Linked DNA regions of Mus musculus: regions 1, 2, 3, 4, 5 and 6 are each linked to region 7. A link is a contact called in public HiCAR-type, HiChIP or PLAC-seq and promoter capture Hi-C data. All regions are on one chromosome and are shown on one strand. The core of a region is the stretch at or near the end of the contact, and the rest is flanking DNA. Distances in the headings are between cores, read along the strand shown. Region 1 has its middle 18 kb from the start of Ube2w. Region 2 has its middle 69 kb from the start of Trpa1. Region 3 holds the start of Kcnb2 (potassium voltage gated channel, Shab-related subfamily, member 2). Region 4 holds the start of Ly96 (lymphocyte antigen 96). Region 5 holds the start of Trpa1 (transient receptor potential cation channel, subfamily A, member 1). Region 6 holds the start of Stau2 (staufen double-stranded RNA binding protein 2). Region 7 holds the start of Terf1 (telomeric repeat binding factor 1).

Region 1 (3,524 bases), core at 187-2,686, 830 kb before region 7:
AAGTCCCAGGCTTTATAGCAGGCAAGCACTCTGCCACCAAGCTCTAAGTATATTTATTGTGGTCGGTAAAAAGTGTGTGTAGCTTAGAGGGCAGCACATGGTTCTCACCTTCCATGACATGGGTTCTGTAAATTGAACTAAAATCACCAGGCTTGCATGACAAATGTTTTTACATGCTGAGCCATCTTACTGATTACCAAAGGTTTGGTTTGGTTTGGTTTGGTTTGGTTTGGTTTGGTTTGGTTTAAAAAACAAAAAAAAAAAAAACATTTTTTGGTTGTGTGTATGTGTATGCCATGTTTGTAAAAATGCCCTCAAAGAACAGAGGAGGGTGTCCGTTCCCCTGGGCCTGGCACTTGTGAACTGCCCCTGTGGGTGTAAGGAAGCAAAGTTGGATCCCTGGAAGAGCAGTAAGCATTTCTTACATATATATTCTTTACTATACTATATGTATGTATGTATGTATGTATGTATGTATGTATGTATACACACACACACACACACACATAGATATGTATAGACATGTACACATGTATATTTCATATATGTTTATGTATGTATATGCACTTTGTAGACCAAGCTGGCCTCTAGTGCTGGAATTACATGTATGCATGCCTTTCCTTAAATTTTGCATTAGTCAATTTCTAAAATCCAAATTTAGCAAATAAAAGGCTGGATCAGTGTAGTACATAGCTAATGTAGTCAATATAGCTTTTTCATTGTTGGGTGACATTTCTGGGGAGATGTTAACAAACATCTCACCCCAGATTGGGAAGCAACGACAGAGAAAAGTGTGGATACCACCAGTATCCAGCTTAGTGAACAAGTGAGTTTTATTAAAGTTACAGGAAAGGAAGAACAGCCAGTGCTGAGCCATCTCACCAACCCCATGACCAACGTTCTCTCTCTCTCTCCCTCCCTCCCTCCCTCCCTCCCTCCCTCCCTCCCTCCCTCTCTCTCTGGTTTATTTCATTTATACATATAGCTCAAATGAATGAGCTGTCCTCAGACACACCAGAAGAGGGCATCAGATCCCATTACAAATGGTTGTAAGCCCCCATGTGGTTACTGGGAATTGAACTCAGAACCTCTGAAAGAGCAAGCAGCCTTAACCGCTGAGTCATCCGTCCAGCTCCATGACCTAGATCCTTAATGTTCTCCCATGAAAAGTAAGACATTTCTTCAAAGAAGATACACATATTACCCCATGATGCATGAAACCATGCACATTAGTCATGGAAATGCCAATAAAAACATGAGTTTCCACTTTATAGCTACTGGGAAAACTACAATAACAATGTTTAGAATTCTGGTAAAAATGGAAGTCCTTAAAGATTGTTGGTGGCTGGTAAGGTATCTAATACCCATAATCCCCATAATTGGAGACTAACGGAGGGGAGGAGCTTTATAGTTGAAGCCAATGTGGCTCAGTGAGCACTTCCTCATTTTAATTTTAGATTTTTTTTTTTTTTTTTTTTTTTTAGTTTTTAAAGTATACGTGAAGGGAGAGTGTGTACATATGAATGCAGATATGTACAGAGGCCAGGTAGAGATGCCACTCAGGATCCTTAGACCTGGAGTTACAGACAATTGTGAGCTGACTGGTTTGGCTGCTGGAAACTGGACTAACATTCTTAGCAAGAATAGTACATGATCTTAACTGCTGAGCCATCGGCCTCAGCAGCCTGTATAGTATAGCACCTTCCAGTTCTGTGAAAGCTAGCCATCGGGAGGAAATTTTCAGGTCAATTCCAACTCAAATTTTCTGTGTTCCAGAGCCAAAATAAGTTGTGCCTTTAGCAATAGAGGTTTACAATCTTCTTGTGCTGGGCTACCAAGAACAACAGTACCAGTTGGTTTTGTGTGTGTATGTGGCCAGGAGGGCCCCCTTTGACCCAACCCTGGCAGTGAAATTTCACTTAATAACACATGTTTTCTATGGGAAATATTGTCTATCCATGCTGAGTACCTGTGTTCAAACTGTGTGTGTGTGTTTACAAATGAGTGAGTTTCCAGAAGGATTTTTCTTACATGCTAGCCAAGTCCCCCAGCTCTGTTCTGTCACCACTTAAAGCTTTGATTATCAGTTTCTTCCTCCTCTGTGTTCCTAGTGTGTGTTTGAGTCTCTCTTCTCCCCATTAATACCTCATCTCCTCCCCGTCTCATAGGCACTTTCTAGCATCCTGACCTCTACAGACAAACTATAAACCTCGAAGGTAGTGTGCACATATGGGCAAGAACATGAGACTTAACCTTGCTAAGTTACGTCACTTAGTATTTTCCAGCTTTGTCTATTTTTCTGCAAATTGTTTCATTTTTCATTATGACTGGATAAAATTCCATTGTGTATTTATACCACATTTCTCTTATCCATTTATCAGTTTGCAGGCTGGTTCCGTTTCCTAGCTATCATGAATAAAGCAGCAATGAGTCTGATGTGCAGGTGTCTCTGGAGGAGGAGAGAGGCCTTTGGGTATATGCCCAGGAGTGGTATAGCTGGATCATATGGTACAGCTATTTTTAATTTTTTGAACAACCTCCACACTGATTTCCATAGAGACTGCACCAGTTTACACTCCTAGCACCTCGGAGAACATTCCCATTTCCACACATCCTCACAAATATTTGACATCATTTGTTTTCTTGATGGTAGCCATTCAGACTGGGGTGGAATGGAATCAGTAGTTTTCATTTGTATTTCTGTAAATATTATTTGGCTATTGAATATTTTAATATGCTTAGTAGCCATTTCTAGTTCTTCTCTTGAGAGCTCTCTATTTAGTTTTGTGGTCAATTTAAAAATAGACGTATTTGCTTTTATGTATATGAGTGTTTTGCCTGTATACGTTTGTGCACCACATGTATGCATGTTGCCATCTGGGGGACAGAAGAAAGCATTGGTGGTATCTTTGTCAAAAGTCAGGTGGCTGTAGTTGTGGGTCCGGTATTTGGGCCCCCTTTCTGTTCCATTGATCTGTGCATCTGTATCAGCACCACATGCTGTTTTTTTTTTATTACAGAGTAATATCTGTAGAATAACTTTAAGTCAGGTATGGTGGCACCTTCAGCTGTATCCATTTTAAAAGTTGTTTCCTTTTAACTTTTTATTCTTTCTAAATTTCCAATCCCACTCATTTCCCCATCCCTTCATATCTATCCTCCCCCTCCCCAAATAAAAATTAAAATAAACAAACAAAACCTAAAACATCTTGACCAGGAAACTGCAGTGTGTCCCACCGTATACCCTTTGTCCACACATATTATTTGCAAATGTTAATTGCAATGAGTGATTGGTCTGCTTCAAAGCCTCTGGCTTCTGCTACATCATCTATACTGGACCTTCATGGACACTGCTCGGCTAGCCTGCATCTTGGAGACCTGAAGCTTTGGATCTGCTGGACAGGCCCCTTCACCTGCTCTAGCAGGTGAAGTAGATGGGGTAGTTGTTGGGGTGGTCCAACTTGAAGCCCTGGATCTGGAAGTGGGCGGTCGTAGACTTGGTCTACCTGCTCGCTCTCCTGCAG
Region 2 (3,723 bases), core at 1,105-3,604, 820 kb after region 7:
GAGTACTACTCAGCTATTAAAAAAAATGAATTTATGAAATTCCTAGCCAAATGGATGGACCTGGAGGGCATCATCCTGAGTGAGGTAACACATTCACAAAGAAACTCACAGAATATGTACTCACTGATAAGTGGATATTAGCCCCAAACCTAGGATACCCAAGATATAAGATATAATTTGCTAAACACATGAAACTCAAGAAGAATGAAGACTGAAGTGTGGACACTATGCCCCTCCTTAGATTTGGGAACAAAACACCCATGGAAGGAGTTACAGAGACAAAGTTTGGAGCTGAGATGAAAGGATGGACCATGTAGAGACTGCCATATCCAGGGATCCACCCCATAATCAGCATCCAAACGCTGACACCATTGCATACACTAGCAAGATTTTATTGAAAGGACCCAGATGTAGCTGTCTCTTGTGAGACTATGCCGGGGCCTAACAAACACAGAATTGGATGCTCACAGTCAGCTAATGGATGGATCATAGGGCTCCCAATGGAGGAGCTAGAGAAGGTAGCCAAGGAGCTAAAGGGATCTGCAACCCTATAGGTGGAACAACATTATGAACTAACCAGTACCCCGGAGCTCTTGACTCTAGCTGCATATATATCAAAAGATGGCCTAGTCGGCCATCACTGGAAAGAGAGGCCCATTGGACTTGCAAACTTTATATGCCCCAGTACAGGGGAACACCAGGGCCAAAAAGGGGGAGTGGGTGGGCAGGGGAGCGGGGGTGGGTGGATATGGGGGACTTTTGGTATAGCATTGGAAATGTAAATGAGCTAAATACCTAATAAAAAATGGAAAAAAAAAGAAAAAGAAAAATACAAACAATAAAAAAAAAATGAATGGCCATAATAAGAAGAAAAAATGTATTGACTACTGTCACAAGTTAAATGAGTAGTGCCCCCCACAAGTTCAAGTGCTACAGCCCAGGTCCTCAGCTGCAGGATATTTTGGTATAGCTTAGCAAGATGAACTAGGTCACTGGAAGCAGGTCCTGTTCTTTCCTTCTCCCTTTCTCCCTCCCTCTGCTCTTTACCCCCTTTTTCTTTCCATATTGCAGTATCCCATTGCAGCCAGAGTGAAGACTCTCACTGTAAGTAAAATTAAAACTTTCCTCTTTGTCCTGTCTGGTATTTTATCACAGTGTGGTTAGTCCAAGAAGCAAATCAGGTGTCTTCTGGTCTGTACCCAACAGAGTTGGCTATGAATAACTGAAACAAATTGTTTACATTTAGCATCTATACACATTGTGCTTACTTTTTCTAAAACTCCAACCTTCTTAGAACTGTAAAGCTGCTTTAGTTGTTTGGGGAAAGTCCAACAATACTGGTGGCCCCTTAGAGCGGTGCCTCGTGGTTCAGTGTCTCCTGCTCTAGTGAACATTGGTTATTACCACACTGTACCATGGGGAGCTTATCCAAATAGCAGCTTTCTCTAGGTTTAGAGAACTATGAAGGGCTCTGAGTCTTGTTTATCCCACTGATCCATCTGATATAGTACATAACCCTCTCTAAGTCTGGATGCTGTGCCCTTCCCAGACTCATGCATTACAACACAGTTCCCAGAATGTAACCAGCGGTACGGTGTTCAGATCATAATGACTTAGGCATGGGCTGAGACCACTGGTGGCTAAGGGGCCCTTTCATCTTGTGAGGCCATGGTTAGAAGTTGCTAGGAAAAGCCAAAGAGCAAGCCTTCACACACACAGGCTGTCAGCACAGTGACTGTGCTGACCCACAAGCCTCTGAAATTAAATATGCTATTATAGATATATTCTACTTTTTATAGTATTTTTTATATTATAGTGTGAATATACTGAAACAAAGACATACAGCAATCTTTAAAATGCAAGAAAACAATGGTGATTTCCAGAGAAAGCTGTGACGAATAGTTTTGTTTTGTGTCTGGTACAAAGGCTGTCTCTAGATGTTCCCAGGGTGAGGCTTTCAGCATTTTGCTTAAGCAGGGAAATGAGACAAGGAGCCTCAACAGAAGCTAAATGAAAGTCCCCAGTAATACTTTTTCCTTCTTTTTCTTTTATTTCAGTTGTTAATAGTAGTTTATTTCACAAATTTAAGATTTTTAAATTTTCATTCTTAAAAGCATAATATGATTTTAACATTTCTCCCTTCTCTTCCCTCTCTCCAAACTCCCCGATGTATAGGCCCACCCTCCTTCAAATTCCCAGCCTCCTTTCTCATTGCTATTGCATACATATACATATTTCTGTGGAAAGATTCTAAGATTGAAAGGTTGGGGAGTTTTCTGTGGTTTTGTGTTTCCTAACAACATCAGAAGCTATGCCCATAAAGTCTCACATCACTGCCCCAATGTGAGGCACACAGGATGATACTAACGAGCATGCCAAGCTGCAGAGAAAAGGCCTGTGAGGTCTCCACCCTACACAAGGAGCTAGAGACAACCAAAGAAAGCTGGGAGCAAGAGAAGTGACCTCCTTCAGGAAAGAGCACACAAATTAACTGTCCAGAGTCAAACAGTGGAAAAACACATAACTGTTACACAGCCAGATCATGTTATATTTAGGAATATATATGTGTGTTTATACATATGTGCTGAACTCTCTCAAGTATCAATCTTCTAACTTACAGAATTATTGATACCTGAAATCATAGTTTCATGTAATGTTACAGTGCTCTTAGGAAGGTGGTGCCATGGACTTCTGTCTATATCAAGACAGCAAGAATGGAAAGAAAGCTCAGAGAGGCTGCAGACATAGATTGGTGGTCAAGAGCACTTTTTGCTCTTTCAGACTGTGTGTGACCACGAGCACCAACATGCTGACTCACAACTATCCCTAGTTCCAGTTCCAAGGGATCTAACACGCTCTTCTGACCTCTGCAGGCATGAAGCATATATGTGAAGCATAAACATACACGCTGGCAAAATAGTCATACACATGAAATAAATAAATCTTACTGCCCTGTTAAAAGGAAAGTCAACACTAAAATCATGGAAACCAAAATTATAAAGTAGGAAAAGAAATGACCTGCAGTTATATAAGATATATCCTAACAAGCAAAAGAAATAAGTCATTTATGGTTTACATACAAGCTAGAGTAGTCATTCTAATATCTAATAAAATCGATTTCCAACCCAACGACATCAAAAAAGACAAGGAGGGGCCCTTCATATTCATCAAAGGTAAAATCTTCCAAAAGGAACTATCAATTCTGAATATCTATGCTCCAAATACAAGGGCAGCCACATTCATTAAAGAAACTTTAGTAAAGCTTAAAGCACACATTGCACCTCACACAATAATAGTGGGGGACTTCAACACACCACTTTCACGAATGGACAGATCATGGAAACAGAAACTAAACAGGGACACAGTGAAATTAACAGAAGTTGTGAAACAAATGGATCTAACTGATATCTACAGAATATTTTATCCTAAAACAAAAGGATATACCTTCTTCTCAGCACCTCATGGTACCTTCTCCAAAACTGACAACATAATTGGTCACAAAACAAGCCTCAACAGATACAAAAATAATGAAATTGTCCCATGCATCCTATTAGATTACCATGGACTAAGGCTGATCTTCAATAACAAAATAAATAATAGAAAGCCAACATTCACGTAGAAACTGAACAACACTCTCCTCAATGATACCTAGGTCAAGGAAGGAATAAAGAAAGAAATTAAGGACTTTTTAGAGTTTAATGAAAATGAAGCCACTACATACCT
Region 3 (4,077 bases), core at 1,285-3,784, 520 kb after region 7:
ACCGCAGGCATCAGCAAGGAAGCTTTGAGAGCCAAGTCAAAAGCACTGGTGAGGTGATAGTTTCCTCCTGTCTGTCTGACCAGTCAGCAGACAAACAAACATACTTGGAGAACTTAAGTGTAGGATAAGGTGAAGTAGATCTGAAGACAGTGAGACACAGATTGATTCTCTTCAGGAAAGGGGGCTAAACACAAGAGGATGGAGACAAAGTATGCAGTCAAAAGTGCCAAGTGGCAGGCAGCAGAGCCCTTCTCTGGAGTCCATGGGTAGGGGTGTGTGGAAGAGGGACAGTGGAGGACACTAAGACAGGGAGGGGAAGGTTGAAGGAGAAAGAACACAAAGAGAACTGCCAAGTGGCTCACCCCTTTCTCCAAAAGTCTGAGTAGTGCTCAAGAAAGGAGAAGAGTATATTGGAGGGAACCTTGTTTGTCATGAGCAACGGCCCTGAACCCAGAGGTACTCCATGAAGAAGCGGCCCACAGGGGTGGCTTTGTGGGTGCATATAAACACTTGGAGGTGACTTCCCCATTCAGTGGAGAAGTGAGTTATTTCTATACTGGATGATCGGTATTCTCAGGGAGTCTTCATGGCTACATAAGTAAGCCCCACACTGGAAAAAAAAAATAGCACTGGAAGCAGCCAAACTGAAACATGTACACTTCCATGCACAGTGTAAGGGCCAAACTACCGAACGTTCTGATTAGATTAAGCACAAGAACTCTCTAGTGCAGATTTCTAAATGTTTTACTCACATATTAAAGGATAAGTGTGAGACAAGTTTTTTTATTTATTGATGTACCCTGCGCAAGTACCCAATGGGTGAAATAGATAAGACTTTATGATATGAACAATTTTAACATATTACTCTCTTTTCGAATTCTTTCCCAGGAGTCACTGACAGGAAAGACTTCAGACATTTGACCAAAATTGATTATTTGCTAATTCTACGAAATGTGCTATCACTAGTGAGTAATCCAAAGGTATCTATCCTACACAATGCTAGACATTTGAAAATAATAACAGTAAAATGTTTACTTTTTTTAAAGTTGGGATTGAAAAAAGAGTCAGATTGTCAGCAAACCCCCAACCAATCAATAAGAAAAAATTAGAAACGTGAAATGTCATTTAAAATATTGACATTAGTGTGTGACTTGATTGGATGGAGTGTTGAACCTACATGCAATCACCCCGATGCCTACCTGTGCATATATTGTGCAAAATATCCTAGTATTAGTCTTATCTATGTTATTCTTTACTGTCAAAACACTTGTGGGGTCATAAACGTCGCATAAATGGCATGTTTATGCACATTGCACATTGGTTCTTTTTATGAATGGATGAAAACAAATGCTCCTTATCTGAGGTAATAGATGGCAAGGTACTATCATGAAAAGGTTCATTAAGTCTTGGCAACAAAAGATGAGGCAGATGGTGGTGTCTTTCAGTGCCACTCAGGGCAACTGTATCCCCAGGTCTCCTTGACATATTGTATTGGAAAAAGCCTTGGAGTGCTTTCCTTAAAGACCTGTTCTAGCTCCTTCCGAGGAACCAAGACTGCTCACCACTGAGGAATAAAATGCATGTATGTCTCTGTATTCTGGGGACTGTGCATACACAACAGATATCATACTCCCTAAGTCTAGTCCGACAAGTGTGTGCATGCAAGTGTGGCATTTACCATCAAGCGATCAGGAAGAGAAGGCAACCGGGGTTCCTTTCTTACATACAACAGTTTCATCTTTTTGATCAAGTTAGGCTTTTAAGGGGCTTATACTTGTGTGTCTCCCCCACCAGGAAGAAGCATTTCGTTAATAATCTGTCAGGGCTAACAACCCAGCCAGCTTTGTTTGTAAGTCCACTGGGCGCCATATGGCAGTTTCCAGTTCCTTTAGCAACTCAAGTCTCACTAGACTGCCACAGTGAAGCATCTCTAAAGAAGAGCTCTTGGGGAGCTGCAATGCCCAGGTCACTTACCTAGCTCCCACGGACCCAGCTCTGCTCAGCCAGCAGCTCTGGCTCCTGTGCCACAGGGGGCTGTGGGATTCCCTGCTCCCTCAGAGGACTCCTCTCTTGCAAAGGTCCCTTTTGCCAATGATGTGTCGTTGGAAATCCCCCTCCCCTCCACAGAGAGGAGGGTCTGCCCGGCTGGCTGGAGCTCCAGGCAGCTTTCCTTCCTTCTTTACATATCTCACTCCGGTTCGCAGTCTCTAGTAAAAGGGCTCACAGAAGCCGCATTGGTAAGAAGCGAAGGCATCCTTTAAAAAGAACAATAATCTTCCTCGATCGTCACCCGCCTTTCCCCGCGTGGAGCCCCCATCCCCCTGTCGCCGCCGCCGCCGCCCAGACCAGAGAGGGCTGGAGTGAAGGGGGAAAAAAAATCAAGAGGTTCTCTGCGCGCCGCACCAGCCCTGGACTTGGCGCTGGATCCCGCTGCCGGAGGAGCGGCTGTGGCCAGCGGGGGCGGCGGGTGCTCAGGGGCACTCGGTGGAGCTCGGTGGGTGTGTGTCTGTGCAGCAGCGACGCTGGCTCCGCGCGAAAAACCAGGCGGGGCGCTCCGGGCGCGGGTCCCCCGCCCCGTAGCTCTCCGGCCAGGCGCGCACACACGCCCGCGGCCACCCAGCCTCGCGCTCCGCCTTCCGCGCTCCGCGCACCCGCGGGCAGAGCGGCCGCCAGCGCCTCTCTCTGTTTCTCCTCCTCCAGCGACTCCCAGGCAATCGCAGCTCCCGGGGGTGGGTGGCGGGGATGCACCGCTGGCCCGGCACCTCCTGGGAAACGCCAGGCTCGGCCTCCCGGCGCCTGAGCTCGGCAGGAGACAGCGCCCCCGGTGCCCAGGGTGCGGCCCGGGCGCGGACGGTCGGGCGCCGCCCACACCTCGCCCGATCCTCCCTAGGCTCCTGCGGCCGCCTGGGTCCGGGCTCCACACCCACCTGTCTCTCTTGGTGGCTTGCACACGGACACACTAGGCAAGGGGTCCACAGCCCGGCGGCCACCCCACACACGCGGCCGGGGAAGCCCTGGTAAGCCCGTCGAGATGCTCCCGCAGCTTCATGGATTTCCTGGCCTTTCTCTTCCATCTGCTGTGCTCTCCTGCTGCCAGACCCCTAAGCGACCAGAACCAGTGCTCCTTGTTCCACCATGGGGAACTGGGACAAGGACATATGGCTCCTGAGGATGGGCCACGGAGTATTTTCCCACAAAAGAAGTTTCTCGGATAAAAAGGAGCCCAGGTGGAATCTGACTTCACTTCTGTATCCTCCAGCTCTATTCAGGACCATATCCAGGAGTCACTGGCCTTTCTGTGTCTGAGGCTAAAGCTGGGTAGGACTCTTTAGACACTCTGATTCTTGTTTCCCACAGGGGTGCTATGACCCCCCCAGAGTCCACCAGAGACCTGGGAGGTGAGAGATTCCCAGGACTCAAAGATGAAATGCCCCCCAGTAGAGAGAAGGAACTTATAGAGTCCACCTCCAGCAGGAAGACAGGACTTCAAATGAGGGGGGTGCCATCCCACAGTCATATCTCTGACCCATAATTGTTCCTGTCTGAAAGAATTACAGGAATGGAAATGGAGAAGAGCCTGAGGAAAATAAGGTCCAGTGACAGGCCCAAAGTGGGATCCAGCTCAAGGGGAGGTCCCAAGGCCTGACACTATTACTGAGGCTATGGAGTGCTCACACAAAGGGATCTATCTATCATGACTGCCCTCCGAAAGACCAAACAAGCAGCTGAAAGAATCAGGTGCAGATATTTGCACCCAACCAATGTACAGAAGCAGCTGACCCCTGTTGTTGAATTAGGGAAGAGTGAAAGAAGCTGAGGAGAAAGGTGATCCTGTAGGAGAACCAGCAGTCTCAATCTGGACCCCTAAGATCTCTCAACCACTGGACCACCAAACAGACAGCATACACCCGCTGATGTAAGGCCCCCAACACACATAGACTAGAGGACTGCCAGGTCTGTGTTCATTCAGAGATGAGGCACCTAACCCTCAAGAGATTGAAGGCCCCAGGGAGTTTAGAGGTCGGGTGTGGTGAGGTGTGGGGGCATCCAAGTGGAGACTGGGTGAGGTGGGGAGGA
Region 4 (3,537 bases), core at 627-3,126, 880 kb before region 7:
AAGGAGTAAAGCAGAATAATATTTATTATATTTTACTAATTAAGCATATGAAGAGTCACCATGTAGTAGGGGGCTCCATGGTTAAGAGCACTGGCAGAGGACCCAGATTCAACTCTTACCAGCCACATCAGGCAGCTCAAAAGAGACTATAATTGCAGTCCCAGAAAATCTGATGCCTTCTTCTGGCTTCTGAGGGCATCAGCATATACACATATATACATCCAGGAAAACACACACACACACACACACACACACACACACACACACACACACACATATATATAATAAGTAAGTAAATAAATAAATTGACAAAGCAGGGGGCCCAAAAGAAGAGGAAAACAGAGGTTAGCAGACTGAGGACCTTCCTAATGCCCCAGAGATGATTAGTTATTAGTCCCAGTCAGAGTGTTTGGGGACAAGCCAGTCCCCCAAAATAACCAATTTGCAATGCAGGAGTTCTCAAAGTACATTTATAAATTCCCTGCTCCACTTTCAGACAACTAGGCTATGATCTTGCTTTTCCTAGAACTGTCATTTTGGAAGGCACCACCTTCCAGCCACGAAGACATTCCTAGAAGGGGCAGAAAATGGACAACTAACGGAGCGAGCAGCAGAAAGAGGAAACAGATTGAAACAGCTCTCAAGCCCTGTACTAGGTTTTCTGGTCCCAGGCATTTGTTAATGACAAGTTGTAATGTGGCCATAGCGTTAACTATGATCCAATGGCACCAGAGTTTAGCTCAGCTGAAAAATATCTGCAACTCTAGCACTGGAGAGGTCGAGGCAACGGGGAGCATGAGTTTGAGGCTAGCATAAGCTATATAGTCAGTTCTAGGCAGCCTGTACTACAGAATAAGGCACTGTCTCAAAAAAATAAGCAAATAACTCAAAAGGCAGAGGCATATGTATCAATCTCTATGAGTTCCCGGCCAGCCAATGTTATATAGTGATACTTTGAAAAAAATAATAAAATAAGCTGGGCGTGGCAACGTATGCCTTTAATTCCAGGAGGTAGAGGCAGGCAGATCTCTATGATTTCCAACCCAGCCTGTCCTATATAGTGAATTCCAGGTAGTTACAGCTATATAGAAAGACCCTGTCTCAAAACAGATTTCAATAGAGTAATAATTACTGCATAAATCTAAAAATCACTATTCGAAATCAAATAAAATCATTATTTGTCAAGTGACTCATACAGTGAATTCTAAAATAACTTTCATTTTGCAAATTAAAAAAAAAGTGAGGCTGAGAATGTCTAAGTATTTTGCTCAAGGTCACACAGTTGGGGAGGAAGAAGGATGCTTCCAAGAGCACTCTAGGACCACAGGCTGGAGCTACAACCCCACCAGGAAGCACTGTGGGTTAGCCTCCTCAAGAGGAACCAGTTTGTGTCGGGGCTGGTACTCAGAAGCAAACTAGAACTAAGAAGAACCTGAAACCGAGCTCCGAGTGGAGAGAGCTTAACCACAAGACAGCAACAGAGGTAAAAAGCAATTCAGAGGTCCTGGGGAAACGCGGGGGGGGGGGGGGGGGTTGGGAGAGGGAAAGGATGATCCGCACCCGGAAGTGGTCGGCATTGCTCCACCCCCACCCCACACCGCAGCGGGCTCACTGCTGGAGCAGCGTTCCTGCCAGCCCTCCAGCTTCAGGTTCAGTGGAAACTTTCTCTCGAAATAGTTGGCGCCGCAGCTCTTTGTTGCCGGGCCACTTACCACAATAACTGTAGGAAATAATTGCATCGGAGGAGTTGCAGAACCACTGTTGCTTCTCAGATTCAGTCAATATGGGAGAAAGCAGCGTCGAAAAGAGAATAAATGGCAACATGATTTAATATCTCCGATACTTTAAACTCGCCAGGAAGACCATCGGACTCGACAGTAAGGAGGACAGATTTAACTTAGTCAGCAGTCATGTGATTTGGAAGCTCCCATCCAACTGCTTCCTCTTTTTATTTGCATGTGTGACTGTGCATTTGTTTTCATATCTGAGCACTTCCTGTAAGGCAAGAGAAGAAAAAAATGACTTAGAATATACTGTTTCTTAATACTCAGTGTAAACTAAAGTATCCAGCACTTTAAAACAGCACATTTTCAGGGAGACAATTAGCTGCCTTACAGGAAACCCTTACTTAAAAGGAAGTCCACTAGCCGTAGTACACACACCCAGTACTTGACAGGCGGATCTCTGTGAGTTCCAGGTTAGCCTTCTCCAGATAGTGAGTTCCAGGACAGCCAGAGCTATAAGGTGAGATCCTGTCTCAAGAAAGAAAGTCCACCGGTATACTACTTTTCTGTGTGCTGGCCACTCCCTCCCACACACTCCTCCTCATACAACGGTTTCTCCTGACCTAGAAAGCTGCATCTAGCTATCTAAGCTGATTTCTCTCCCCTACCCCCTCTCAATTTCTACTCAAGTACAAACAGGTTCAGCCACAAAACAGACAGGCAAGATGACCCCTACACGGGGTCAGTAGCAATTCCCAGCTGGGACCTCACCAGTTTTGAGAATGCACTCAAAAGGAAGGTTGAACTTGAGGCAATAGTGTTGAGTTGGGGGTGGGGTTGGTGCTGGACTCTAGAGCTCTTCCACAGAGTAGCATCTTGAGGTAAAAGTGTGAGTTCCAGTAATTAAAAAAAAAAAAAAAAAAAGAAAGAAAAAGCTGTTTTGTTCTGGCGTGTATTTCATTCAAAGACTACTTTAGAAAAGTGTGCTTCCTTCAGCTGCACGGCTTTTACAGACTCTTACTTTAGGGTTAGCAGCCAAGAAGGCTTACAGCTGTGGCCTACAATCCGGTTCTAGTGGTGACACTCAACTGCTCACTAAGAACTGTTAAGGTAGCAAGGCAATTGTATTTAAAGCAAAACAATAGAAAGATCAGAGCATACTGTGAGAGCAATGGGTCACCTGAGGATACTCCCGGCCACTGGGTGACTGTGAGGGGCCTCTTTTCATCAAGCCTAAAGGAAGGAGGCACTTGAATCAAGGGGCATAGTTTTGATGGTTCTTTATTTTGATCAATAGATTATGTCATTTAATATTTTTCCTACTATATATGCCCATTTCCATAATGGACCCAAATAATAATTATATAATGTATAATTATATACACACCCAAATATGCATTAGCATAATATGGTAAATAGATTCTTCCTTATAGGATGGTTTACCATATTGAGCACATACCCAAATCCAGATCAGGCCAGTTGGGATTGTCCACTCTTCGTACTGTAAATGTTGGAACACATGAGAATAGAAAGTGTCTAAGTCTGATGGTTGTCAGGGGAGACATACCTATCCCATTGTTCAGAGAAGAGATATGATAGCCCCACCCAGGTGGATGTTCCAGATTGCTAGGTGCATTATTTGGGTAGGGGTATTATGCACAGTATAGACAGGTAAAAGGACTAGGCTGCCAGCTGTTATTAGAAAAGCCGGGGGTGGGAGAGTATATATAACCTGATCCAAACAGAGCCCCAAGTTACTAAAATTCCCTGGGCTTACCTGCCTAACTAAAGACAGAAGAAAAAAAATGTTGTG
Region 5 (3,717 bases), core at 312-2,811, 890 kb after region 7:
AGTGGTAAACTTCAATATCTGCATTCTCCACTCAAATTTTCCAGCTGTCTCCTCTCAGGTACTGGTGTTACACTCAACATCATCCCCACTGCAGGGCTTCCATTGGTCACAGCTTACTGTATCAATAAGATTTGTACAGCAGGCCTTTTCATGATTCCTCGGTGTCAATCAGCACATTAGACTCATTCCTAAATTCAGCCCGATGTAATTCAATTCTCCACGCTTTCCTGGATGCAGCCCAGTGTTGTGTCCCTGTTTTTTGTGGGTTTTAGGGTTTGGTGGTGGTGATCTGTGTTACGTGTGAATCGAATACTCTAGAACCTTAAAATGGCTCAGTTTGGTAAACCAAAATTCTGTTCTTTGCAAACTCAACCCATTTGCGATCTCGCCAAGGACAAACAGCAGCCGCAGTTGCACAGACTCCCTGTGCTGTGTCTAGCCTCATGGCTAGCTGCAGGACTATTGGATGGAGCAGAATACCCTTCTTTGTCCATGGTATACACCTATGCTGTGGAGATGTGAATTCAGGGCAGACTCAGAAAGATAAAGCCCTCAAACAATGCTACCAACAAACCCTCCGCAGATAAACTGCAGCTTCTATTTAACCTGCTATTTTATTAACCATAATGAAAAAACAACCATTTTATTAACTATCTTAAACGTCAAGGCTTAAGGCAGATGAATGCTTTTATCTACAGGAAATGCGGTCTGAGATACAAAGCGACTCAGGCTAGTCTCAATTCTAAGAGGTATTCACTTCATCCTGACAACTGGGAAGAGAAAATTTGCTGAAAATCATACTTCTGATAATTCAAGAGCACCCTCACCCTAACCTCCCGGGAGGTGGGCAGGGGCGGAACAGCCCTAGGGATTTTGTCTTATTGAGCCAATCTCATGTAGTCCAGGCTGAACTCAAACTTGCCACGCAGTCCAGGATGACCTTGGATTTCAGATCTTCCTAGCCCCACGTCCCAAGTACAGGCTTACAGCCTGTTGGATTGCTCGCGGGATCACACTATTATGCCTGGTTTTATGTAATGGAGATGGTGCGCAGGACTTCCTGAAGGTTGGGTAAGCACTTCACAGACTGAGCTATATTCCCAGTCGAACTTCTGGACGTCCAAATGGGGGAAGATTTTACTAAAAATTGCAGATTATATTCTCTCGCCCTACCCCGACCTTTCTCTCTTGTCCACTCCTGCCTCCCTGGCCACTATGAGGGGTTGTTTTTATTTTAATAAATTTGCTGAATCTGCCTCAATTTGCAATTGCTCTGTGATTTCCCTAAAGGGGAGAGTCTGGGGCAGATGCCCACTAGGTTCGTTTTTTTTTTTTTTTTTTTTTTTTTTTTTTTTTTTTTTTGTCTCCAGAGCCCCGCCTGCTACTTCCTCTACAAGTAGCCCAGGCTCGGAAAACTCTTTGCAAAAGTTCCCTCCTACCCTGCAGGCAGAATGGGGCTATAGCTGCAGGGATCTCTCCAGCAGAGCTTAGTTGTAGGTCCCAAGTCCGGCTGCAGCTTCCGGTGCCCTGTCCCTAGGTGCCGCCTTGTGGAGAGCTGCTGCGCCAGCCGGCGTCCAGGTGGAGTCAATGAAGCGCGGCTTGAGGAGGATTCTGCTCCCGGAGGAAAGGAAGGAGGTCCAGGGCGTTGTCTATCGCGGCGTCGGGGAAGACATGGACTGCTCCAAGGAATCCTTTAAGGTACTGGGGAATCGGTGGTCTGGAGCATGCTGGGGCATTGTGAAAGGTGGGAGGCTGGAAATTTCCTTTCGTTCAGTATTCTGCTGCTTTCACACTCAAGTTTATGAAGCACGGAACATGGAAATGGCAGGAGACAGTATCAGGGTACACAGCACCTGTAACTGCTAGCTGTGGTCCTCTATTTTGCTTTCTTGTTTGCATAACTCCATCTTGCCAGGGGATGGATTGGTGCCAGAGAAGATGTTCCCCTGAAGTACTTTTGAAGTTTTACAGAATTGAAATCCATAAAGCCAGGATAAATTTGGAGTGCGTGAAGTCCCTTTTCAACGTTTAAGTAGATTTTTCGTTTGAGCTGAAGTGGAACTGCTGCAGCTGAGAATCTGGTACTCAGCGATCCAACAAGTGTGTTGGGATGGAGAAGCATTTTTATCTAAAAGTGAAAAAGAGAACTCAGCACTTCAAATTGGAGACAAGGAGGCAAGCCCTGCAGCGAGTCCTATTGGGGACTCCACAAGGAGATACCTAGTGAGAAAGGGAGGTCCCGCTGTGATGGGGGCTTCTAGCTCTCAGTTCTCTGGATGTTCTGACCTATTAGAAAGTTGCACTCACTATTTGATGCTGATACTGCGGCCACTCTGAAGGGTAGAGGCAGGCTATTGGACGCCTAGAAAATCATTAGCCTTGAGATAGTAAGAAAGGAAGGGCTTTTATGAAATGGCAAGGTACTATTAACTATGGCTTCTCAATCCCCTCTGACGATTCTTCTGCACCACGGAACCATGTTAACCTTATTTTTTTGCGGGGGGGGGGGAGGAAAACGAAATGCTTGTACAAGCACAAACTTTTATAGAGCTTTCTTTAACTTGCAAAGATATGAGCTTACAGAGCTCTTGCTTTGATTCACACATGAAGTAAATTATTAGAATACATTTCAATTCAGTACTTGGAATTTACCTCTTTTTTAAAATAACCGCTTCACAGCATTTCATTATGTGGACTACATCATGATTTATTTAACTACCTATGTACTGATACACACTTAGGTCATTTTTGTTTGTTGGTTGTGTTCTCTATTTTATTTAGCTTCGATGTTTTTAATCTATGACTGTAAATGTGCTCTCAGTTTGGCTGTCTATTGGTAGCTTGGTCCAGAGCAAGAGGTGAGAGGTAAGCATAGCTTTAGGTCTGGCAGACATTATCCAACTGCTTTCTATGTAGATACCACTGCGAATGTGAGTCAAATGCATCCTACCTCACACAAACCTGTACCCCCCCCCCCACCAGATTTAACACAGGTGTCTGTCCCACGTCAGCTTAGCATATTAACCATGGCGTTTGCTGTAGTAGGAAGAACCACATGATGACTGAATTTCAATACTAGGATGAAATCGTTATAATTAATGTGGGACAGAAAGAAATTTCTTAAAATTTTTTTCAAATCTCAATTTGAAAAAAAAATCCCTCATGTAAGTTGTTTTATACAAATTTGTGGAAGAAACTTTAGTATCTTTAGTTTTATCGATTAAGTCAAGAAATTAACTCAAGTTAATACCTTTTAATAGTATTTTGGGATTTAACTATACTTTTATCTTGGTTCTCTTTCCTTTTGGATCTTATTCTGATTAGACAAATTTTATTCAAGCAAACTAAAGCAGATCGGTCTGAAGTCTCTAATTTGAAGGGCTTAATTTAGAACTAACTTCTCTAAAAATGATCTAGAGCCTGTTGTCTTGAATATAATCACAGAACTCAGAATTCAAGAGCTTAGGGATTATTCAGATCAGAAGCTACTAAACTGACTGAATTTATGTGTTTAGGGTTAAATATGTAAAATAGAAAGGTTTTACATATTTTACACATTACACCAGAGGGTTAAATATGTAAAATAGAAAGAAATAATGAAACCACATGGCAGTTCTGGAATAGCACTGATATTAAGATGAATTTTTAGTGTGCTTTCCAGATTTGAAAATCTGCATATATATAAATAAATATATACATACATATATACATTCCATC
Region 6 (4,012 bases), core at 1,421-3,920, 710 kb before region 7:
AGTGGCAGGGAATGAAGACAAGACAGACAGACATACACAGAGGCGTGGACAAAAAGCTGTGGTCATATAGATTCTGCTTTCCAGTGGGAAGACAGCAGCTTCCTGGAAGCTAAGCATGGCTACTATATCAGAGTTGACCTGAAGGGTGAGATTAGGGCATACAGAGAAGTAAGGAGGCATGGTTTATGGAGTGCAGCTGGATCAAGGTGTAGCTAGTCCTGATAGATGCAGTCTCTGCATGGGGGTGAGTAGTGTTCAGGACATAAATATGAGAGGGGACTTGGGGGAACAATGGTGGACATTTTTCGTATACACTATCAGTATATACCCATGGATCAGAGGAAGGCTTTGACATTTCTCTGAGCCTCATCCTTTGGGGAGGGGGGTCACCGTTTCCCATGGGTCTGAGCCTGGGGTCCTTGGTGTGGCTGTGTCAATTCAGCTGCACACAGTTATTGGTTTTCCTCCACTCCCTACACAAAAGTAATTTCATGTACTGACTTAGTTATGTTGATCAGTTGAAAGTACAGATTCAAGCTTTAAAAAAACTCCTTTAAAAAACAAACAAACAAACAAGCAAACAAACAAACCCTAGTCTGATTGGGGTTTAAAGTATGTTAGGAGAGAAAGTTACAGCAGAGATAAAGTTTTCAGTTAACTTCAACAATCGGAATCTAAGAAAATACACTTTGTGACCACTTCAGAGTCACTTCCAAGTATATAAAGACATCAATTTATTTCAAAACCACTTAGTGTCCACCCACTTGCTGTTGAATGCGGGGACCACAGAGATGAATGAGATGGAGCCAGCCCCACAACAATGCAGTGTTTGGCAGAAGAAGACAGGCGAGAAAACAAACAATATAATAGACTTGCAATGTCACAGAAGAGGGCATCAAGAGAAGAGTGTGGTCTGCTGGAAGGAATTAGCTTCCCCAGGAGGTATTTTCTGACAGCTTTTTTTTTTACATTTTTTCATAATCTGTTCATTGAGTGAAGAGAGAATAGATTGAAGGCAGAGCGAACGAACTTGTGGAAAGAACAGCCATGGAAGGCTTGTTTCCCTGATGTGAAGGGCCTGTAGTCGTTTGTATCACTGAACACCTGAATGAGGCCCAAGTAGCTAGAAACCATTAATTAAGGGGTGGTCCCCATTTAAGAAGGAATCCACATATTTGAGAAAACTAGTGGAAGTGAAAAGTGAGAAAGGCACACGGGAAACATGAGAGACAAACGAAGTGCTTGCCTACACTGTATCACCGGAAACTACGATGTCAGGCTCTAGCTAGAGAGCTTTACAGGTATCTCGCCTATACATACAGTATCACGTTTTTGTCTCTTTAAAAATTGTAAATCAGTGTATAAGGTAATAGATCCACAAATACTGCCTCATTTGTAGAGTTGGTTTTAAAATATGACTGAAATCACAGGGCTCACAGACATATCCCAGGCAGACAAGCCATACCAAGGAAACCCCAGGAAGAATAATGCCAGTCAGAATACACTAATAGTTCTATTTCTAGACTTCTTTTTCATATGATTTTTGGTGCCACTTATTTAAAATCCATTGGTCTTAACTAGGCTGACGTTATCTGGCCATACCTAACCCATATCTAAACCAGGACAAAAGAACAAGTAATTTGAGTTTTTTAGCACTCTTCAAAAACCAAGGATCTAGGACAGTGTTTTAAGACGATCCTCATTTTTGGCTCTAAAGATTTTTTTTTTTTTGGTACGGGCACACAACTTTAATATATTTATTATTCATTTTTTCCTGATGAATGATGTGGGCCGTGGAGCAGGTGATGGGGGCTCGCTTGCGCTGCTTGCTACCCTCCTCCCCTTTCTTCCTCCTCCAGTCTAGAAAGGTGCAGGATCCGCCGAATCCTACGTCGCACCGCAGTGGAACGGACGCGGGATGGTCGCGCGTCCCCAGCTAGGCAGAGGCGGGCAGTCAGCGAGCCGGGAAAGGTAGGAGCAGAGCGTCGGGGACAGGCTGCTAGAGAGCCCAGGGGCAGCGGGTGCGGGAGAGGCTGAGCCGCCGGTGCTGGAGCACCTTCGCAGTTGCGGGCCGGGCGCCCTCAGCGTGCTCCTGCAGCAGCTCCCGGGACGGGCCCCGGCGCGGCCCGAGACCCCAGGCCTAAGCCCCGCAGCGCCCCGGGATGCGGGGGTCCCAGAAGCCGCCAGGGGGCGGGAACGGCGCGGCGAACAATGGCCGCTCGACCGCGAAGGGAGGCGGGGAGAGGTGGAGAGAGAGAGAGAGAGAGAGAGAGAGAGAGAGAGAGAGAGAGAGAGAGAGAGAGAGAGAGAGAGAGAGAGAGAGAGAGAGAGAGAGAGAGAGAGAGAGAGAGAGAGAGACAGAGAGACAGAGAGAGACACAGAGACACAGAGACACAGAGACACAGAGAGAGAGACAGAGACACAGAGAGAGAGACAGACAGACAGAGAGACACAGAGAGAGGAGAGAGAGAGACAGAGAAAGAGAGGGGGGAGAGACACAGAGAGAGAGAGACAGACAGAGAGAGGAGAGAGACAGAGAAAGAAAGGGGAGAGAGACAGAGAGACAGAGCGAGCTGGAGAGAGAGAGCGCGAGAGAGAGCTGGCGCGGGGGCGCGCGGCGTGGCGCGGGCGCGGCGGCGCAGGCGGGGGCGCGCGGCGCGGGCCCGGGAGGGCGCGGCGGGAGCGCAGGGCGGCAGGCGGAGGCGGGGGGCGGGAGCCGAGGAGGGAGCAGGCGGCGTCGGCGGAGCTCTGGAGCGCTCGCCCATGTGGAGCCGTCTGCCGGGCGTCCGTGGCCCGCAGGTAAATCCTGGTGCGAGCGGCGCCGCCAGGCCTGACTTCCGCCGGCGGGTTCCGAGGCAGAGCGCCGGGAGCCAGCAGGGCCGTCTCTCGCGGCCTCGCTCCCGCGCCGCCCTCGGCCGCCCTGGGGGAGGGGAGGGGGGGCGTGTGCCGCGGCGAGCCGTACAGGTGTCCGCAGGGGCAGGGCGGGGCGGGGGCGCCGGGCGCGACGGCGGGGGGCGCGGAGGTCACCCGGGCCTTGCAGGGGCGTGGGGGCGGCGGGGCCGGGGCGATGGCGGTGGCTATTTCTGTATAATGGGCAAGTGGCGAAGACGTAACTCGCCGAAATGGGGAAGGGAGGTGGGGCAGAGGGGACAAAATATAGCCCTATGACAGGCAAGTTCCGCCGAGCCTCCTGCGAACTAGGACCGTGACGGCTCGGCTTAAAGGAGTAGTTGGAGGTAGTGACCTTGCCCGGGCGTGGGGAGTTGGGTGAAACACAAAGCTTGGCCGCAGAATCTACCGTGAGGACCGGGTCTCTGTAGGGTGGGGGACCGGGCAGAGTGACGGGCCAGTTTCGCAGAGGCAGTCAAGGCGATTGAACTAGGAGACCTGGGTAGGGGGTGGGAATGGGAGTCTGGTTGGGCGCGTGCGCTGAGGGGTGGGGGTGGGGGCCAAGTCTGGAAGTCCTTGCAATTATTTAGGTACAACATTTTGCAGTATGAGCAGATTTCATTATTATCTCCTATTTCCCCCCCCCCCCGCCACAAAAAAGCTTAGAAGTACTTGAGTGGAGATGGACCATCCAATAGGTATGAATGCACTAAGCAATTTAAAAGGGACCAAATCTCACAGAAATCGTACAGATGATCCTTAAATGTATTACAGTAACCAAAAATCTGTTATCCAGTGTTAGGGAACTTTCTTAATACAAATAGAACTTGGATTCTGATGTATTCTTGTGTTTTCTGAGGGCTAACACTTGAAATAGAGAAGGTGTTGGGCAGGCAAAAAGATAGTAACACTGTCAAATGTTCAGTAGAATGTTTCTTCCCCATCCTTTCTAAGTCGATTCAACTTACTGTCATGAATAGAACTATAGAGGAAAGGCACAAGTCAAGAAAAAAGAAAAAACTAAGACCTGACTATTTTTTTTTAACAAAGCAGGTCTTTGTGTCTTATTTTACTGAAAAACCTAAATATCATATGATTGTGGATCTGTTGCAGGCCTGTATTA
Region 7 (4,054 bases), core at 197-2,696:
AATTAATTTTTTAAAAATCTTTAAAAAGTTGTAATATTACTGTTCTAACAAACCATAACTCAAATGTGAAACAGATACTCAAAATTGTTTTTACCAAGATTCACATCTAAATTATAAAATGTATCAAATCACTACTTTGCAATTTATACCATGAAGTTCTTTGTATTTTAGGAAGTAGTATACATATGTAAAGGTTTCCATTGAACTTGTTCAATTCATAATCAACTTTATAACATTTATTTCTTTTTTGTTTGGTTGGTTGGCTTTTCGGGACAGGGTTTCTCTGTATAGACCTGGCTGTCCTGGAACTCACTTTGTAGACCAGGCTGGCCTGGAACTCAGAAATCCGCCTGCCTCTGCCTCCCAAGTGCTGGGATTAAAGGCGTGTTTGAACAAACACAAAGATACACTTGGCAGTGAATATGTACACTGGTAAGCCAACCATATTCCTGGATGTCTCTCACCAACACACAGGCCAGAAGACAAACTTGGGTCTGAGTTTTCAGGCACTGTCAAACTTTTTAAACATTTAAACAAAAGATTCATTTATTTTTATTTTATGAATATGGGTATTTTACCTGCACGTCTGTCTGTGTAACATGTGTATACAGTGCCCGTTGAGGCCAAAAGACGGAAATTTGATCCCCTGGAGTTTAAAAATCCTTCCTCCCCAGGCCTTTGTTTTTGGCCTTCCACTGGCCTAAAGCTTGCCAAATTGGGTTGGGCCAGGGGTCAGTGAGCCCTAGTCACCGGTCTTCCCAGCGCTGTAAGTATATGTGTATGGCATAGGCTCTGGGGATCAAACGCAGGTTCCCTGGCTTGCAAGATAAGCATTGACAAGCTGTACTACCTCCCTTGGCAGCCGCATCCCGGCCCTTCTTAAATGTTTCTATATTCATCTGTTAGAGTTTGGCTCCAGAAGCAGCGGTAGCAACTGGGCTGGCTCCCTTTAAAACAAACAAACAAACATTCTGTCCAGGGGACGCGGAAGGCGTGGGGGCGGGAGCCAGGACTTCCAGCAAACAGGAAGCGGCCGGTTTCGCGCCGTCTCCCGCCTGGGATCCCGCCCCGGTGTGTGCGGGGCAAGCAGGTCTCGGCCGCGACGCAGCCTCCGGCCCGGGAGCCCGCACTCACCCTCGGCGCTGTCACGAGTACGACGAAAGTCCTCGGAGCGGCCGTCACGGAAGGCTCGGCACAGAGACAGGCAGAGGAAGTCGAGCATCCAGCCCGCAGCCACGGCCTCCACCTCAGCCACAAGCTCCGCGTTCTCCATCTCTCTCGGGGTCCCCAGCTGAAGCTGGCACTGGAGCAGCTCCGCGTCGTCTCCCACCTCCTCCTGCTCTGGAGAATCCGAATCTGTCCAGCCCTCACGGCTCGGCGCGTCCCGGGCCGCTGAGGAGACCGTCTCCGCCATGTTAAACCGAAAGCGCTCGCCGTGCCTCAGCTGGCGCCGTGCGCTGATTTGCTCGCGGTGGGCGTGGAAGTCAGCCAATCGCATCGCTAGGGTGGGCTAGTGGCTGGAGCTTGGCTTCCGATTGGCTGAGAACTGCTAAATTCCTTGTCGATCCGAGCCCAGGCGTTTTGGATAGTGTAGCTTCTGGATGATAGGCTAAGATACATTTTAAAAAATGCAATCTGCGCTGGAAACAGGGTAGTTAAAACCGAGAGGTTTTTGACTGCAGATTTTGACTGCATGGCACTGCGCGTCTATAATCCCAGCAGCACTCAGGAGGTGGAGACAGGAAGATTAGGAATTAGGGCCATCTTCAACTACAAAGTCTAGGCCAGCCTGGAGCACTTGAGCGTTATGGCAGCAGCAGCACCAGAAATTTTAACTTGTCGCCATAAACATGAGCATTTAACCCTGTTACACTGTAATCACACTGTCTTTCTACCCTATGTGTTCATTTTATTGAAATCCGGGGTTATTAAAGCTGAAATTGCTGGGCTCTGATTTTTCACTAAAGTTCTGCCTGGGGTGAGCGGGTAGGATGGTGCTGACCCTGGAATTCGCAAGTCTAGTCAGTTCCCCATGAATGCTGAGACTGTTAGTCCCAGGACCACATTTTGATCACTATTACTGTACAATGTTTGCATTGAATGAAAGTATAACAACGTAAAAACAGAATTCTAGGCCTTTAGGCCCAGGCTTGGGAATGTGGCCTTTGTAAAGGTATGCTAATCATAAAAGAGATAGCGACATTCCTCTACCCACCCGCTTCCTGGGTTCAAAGAGTGCTCATTCAAAGAAAGTCACCCTGGCCATTACCAGAACCTGCAATGCAAATGTGCTATTGTTAGGGGCTCTTAGAAGCTGTCTTGAGAGTTAACAATTACCAGGTATTCCTTGTGACTCTATTAACTTTACACTTCCTTGTGACTCTTAACTGGTATCTTTGGTATCTTCCAACAACGCCCTCCCCACTTCCTTGAGTTTCGGTTTCTTCCTTTAAATACCCCCTTACCCAGCTACTGGGGCGCCACGGTCCTCTACCCCTGCGTGGTGTATGACCATGGGCCCGAGAGCGCTCTTGAATAAAAAATCCTCTTGCAATTTGCAGCAAGACCCGTTTCTTGTGGGTGATTTTGGGGTGTCGCCTCTCCTGAGTCAGAACGTGGGGGAGCCCTCACATTGTGGGTCTTTCATGACCATGAGGGCATATTACCCCCAGGCTCTAGAGATGGTGTTGCAGTAAATATTATTTGGGGGTTCTACCCTGTGGGGAATTGCAGGTTGGTCTCCAGTTGAGCTGAGGTCTTAACCCCGATGGTCATAATGCACCTTCATGACACAGTAGGCGTTCCCTCATGCTCCTGGAACTCTGGCTCCTGCCTAAGTTACCGCCCCCCCCCCCACACACACACACACAGCCCCCACAAGAGAAGCATGTTCAGTAGTCACGTAGGCAATGGCCCTAGCTTTTGACCTTCAGGCTCAACTCCTCCCCAGTTACCTAACAACAGTAAAGAACATAAAAAGGGCTGTTACGCTCTTACTGCTTACTCTTGTCTCCCTCTTACCCCTCACTCTCACCATCTCTCCTCTCTTTGTCTTCTCTCCTCTCTCCTCTCTGTTTTCTCGTCTCGTCTCCTCTCCTCTCTCCCTCTTACTCTCTTTCTCTCTAGCCCGCCCCCCCCCCTCTCTCTTCTCTCTTTCTCCTGCATTTCTATAATAAAGCTCTTAAACCATAGAGAGTCTCTGCTCATCAAGGCTGCGTGCACTCTTGCAGGTGTTGGGAACCTCTTCCCTCATCCCTCTCTCCTATAACCCCGGGGCTTTAGCAAGGTAGCTCCGGGAATCCCAGGTAGGGCTGCCCCTGAGCTATGCCCTGAAGAGTGGGATAGAGGAATGTTCACCCAGGGATGAGTGGAAGGTAGTTAGCAGCCCTACCACACCTGACTGACCAGAGACTAGATGGAACTCCGACGGGGTGTGGGCCTTTTCCCTTCCCCTTCTTCCCCAGGGCCCCCTTTTAGTTCCCAACAGTACCCCACATTTGATCATTTAGTTCCCAAATAAATTACTCAAAACCTATATATTTATAATAAGCCTTTAAGCACTAGAGCTACGCAGATATCGACTTTCTATGTGATATGTCTACTTTCCTGTCAATAACCCCAGAGATATCATTGGCCACGTTCTGTTCTGCCTGCTCTGTTCCTACTTCATCACTCTGGCCTTCATGGCCATGCAATCACGATCCACTTTCCACTTACCCCATGGCGACTTCTTCTGTCTTTCCCTCCTCTCCTCATGGTCTCTCTAGAGACTCCAAGTCCAGGACCTTCAGCCCCACTACCTCTCTTCTGCCCAGCTACAAATCCTCATGTATACCAGCTTTTGTTGTGTAAACCTTGTGTGGTGGTTTGATTATTCTTGGCCCAGGGAAGTGGCACTATTAGGAGGTATGGCCTTGTTGGAGTAGGTGTGGCTTTCTTGGAGGAAGTGTGTCATTGGCGGGGTGGGCAATGAGACACTCTTCCTAACCACGTGGGAGCCAGTATTCTAGAGGCCTTCAGGTGAAGATGTAGAACTCTTAGTATCTCCTGCACC

Evidence for each region. HiCAR-type assays count read pairs that join an accessible place to other places. HiChIP or PLAC-seq counts read pairs in DNA pulled down with a chosen protein or histone mark. Capture Hi-C pulls out chosen DNA fragments and counts their contacts.
Region 1: a contact with region 7 is called in an H3K4me3 HiChIP or PLAC-seq map of bone marrow-derived macrophages, with 5 times the contacts expected there. The contact joins the enhancer-like site here to the promoter of Terf1 in region 7. A contact is called at or near these places in 1 of 484 Hi-C or Micro-C datasets (bone marrow-derived macrophages), 4 of 115 datasets of contacts at active chromatin or transcription factors (bone marrow-derived macrophages, embryonic stem cells, extraembryonic endoderm stem cells and 1 more) and 2 of 9 other capture datasets (adipose tissue and macrophages).
Region 2: an H3K4me3 HiChIP or PLAC-seq map of pro-B cells shows a contact between it and region 7, with 5 times the contacts expected there. The contact joins the enhancer-like site here to the promoter of Terf1 in region 7. A contact is called at or near these places in 2 of 39 promoter capture datasets (the C10 cell line and hippocampal neurons) and 6 of 115 datasets of contacts at active chromatin or transcription factors (the 230-238 cell line, astrocytes, large pre-B cells and 2 more).
Region 3: a contact with region 7 is called in a HiCAR-type map of astrocytes, with 2.3 times the contacts expected there. The contact joins the promoter of Kcnb2 here to the promoter of Terf1 in region 7. A contact is called at or near these places in 1 of 39 promoter capture datasets (hippocampal neurons), 6 of 484 Hi-C or Micro-C datasets (Sertoli cells, cerebellar granule neurons, cerebellum and 3 more) and 4 of 115 datasets of contacts at active chromatin or transcription factors (astrocytes, embryonic forebrain, embryonic stem cells and 1 more).
Region 4: a promoter capture Hi-C map of liver shows a contact between it and region 7, with 5 times the contacts expected there. The contact joins the promoter of Ly96 here to the promoter of Terf1 in region 7. A contact is called at or near these places in 1 of 39 promoter capture datasets (liver), 10 of 115 datasets of contacts at active chromatin or transcription factors (bone marrow-derived dendritic cells, bone marrow-derived macrophages, double positive thymocytes and 7 more) and 2 of 9 other capture datasets (adipose tissue and liver).
Region 5: an H3K27ac HiChIP or PLAC-seq map of extraembryonic endoderm stem cells shows a contact between it and region 7, with 5 times the contacts expected there. The contact joins the promoter of Trpa1 here to the promoter of Terf1 in region 7. A contact is called at or near these places in 2 of 39 promoter capture datasets (the C10 cell line and hippocampal neurons) and 5 of 115 datasets of contacts at active chromatin or transcription factors (the 230-238 cell line, extraembryonic endoderm stem cells, large pre-B cells and 1 more).
Region 6: a promoter capture Hi-C map of adipose tissue shows a contact between it and region 7. The contact joins the promoter of Stau2 here to the promoter of Terf1 in region 7. A contact is called at or near these places in 3 of 39 promoter capture datasets (the C10 cell line, cranial neural crest and pre-B cells), 3 of 484 Hi-C or Micro-C datasets (B cells, embryonic stem cells and muscle stem cells), 4 of 115 datasets of contacts at active chromatin or transcription factors (the 230-238 cell line, astrocytes, pancreatic cancer cells and 1 more) and 2 of 9 other capture datasets (adipose tissue and liver).

What each region holds. Positions count from the first base shown.
Region 1 is chr1:16,635,648-16,639,171 of GRCm38.p6, reverse strand. No RefSeq gene overlaps it. Among named protein-coding and RNA genes, the nearest start is that of Ube2w, 18 kb to the right of the region's middle. Within about 2 kb of position 1,436, at least 14 of the 459 cell types and tissues checked have an H3K27ac peak or open chromatin away from gene starts, as enhancers often do. A contact at or near this core is called in bone marrow-derived macrophages, where this site is marked.
Region 2 is chr1:14,985,687-14,989,409 of GRCm38.p6, reverse strand. No RefSeq gene overlaps it. Among named protein-coding and RNA genes, the nearest start is that of Trpa1, 69 kb to the right of the region's middle. Within about 2 kb of position 2,354, at least 5 of the 459 cell types and tissues checked have an H3K27ac peak or open chromatin away from gene starts, as enhancers often do. A contact at or near this core is called in the 230-238 cell line and pro-B cells, where this site is marked.
Region 3 is chr1:15,285,382-15,289,458 of GRCm38.p6, reverse strand. It overlaps Kcnb2 (potassium voltage gated channel, Shab-related subfamily, member 2), which reads right to left and starts at 2,534. Exons shown (of 3, transcript NM_001098528.3): 1 at 1,975-2,534.
Region 4 is chr1:16,686,795-16,690,331 of GRCm38.p6, reverse strand. Ly96 (lymphocyte antigen 96) reads right to left here and starts at 1,876. Exons shown (of 5, transcript NM_016923.2): 1 at 1,713-1,876. The coding sequence starts at 1,824.
Region 5 is chr1:14,916,706-14,920,422 of GRCm38.p6, reverse strand. It overlaps Trpa1 (transient receptor potential cation channel, subfamily A, member 1), which reads left to right and starts at 1,561. Exons shown (of 26, transcript NM_001348288.1): 1 at 1,561-1,698. The coding sequence starts at 1,588.
Region 6 is chr1:16,517,960-16,521,971 of GRCm38.p6, reverse strand. Stau2 (staufen double-stranded RNA binding protein 2) reads left to right here and starts at 2,670. Exons shown (of 14, transcript NM_025303.3): 1 at 2,670-2,799.
Region 7 is chr1:15,803,038-15,807,091 of GRCm38.p6, reverse strand. Terf1 (telomeric repeat binding factor 1) reads right to left here and starts at 1,446. Exons shown (of 10, transcript NM_009352.3): 1 at 1,135-1,446. The coding sequence starts at 1,414.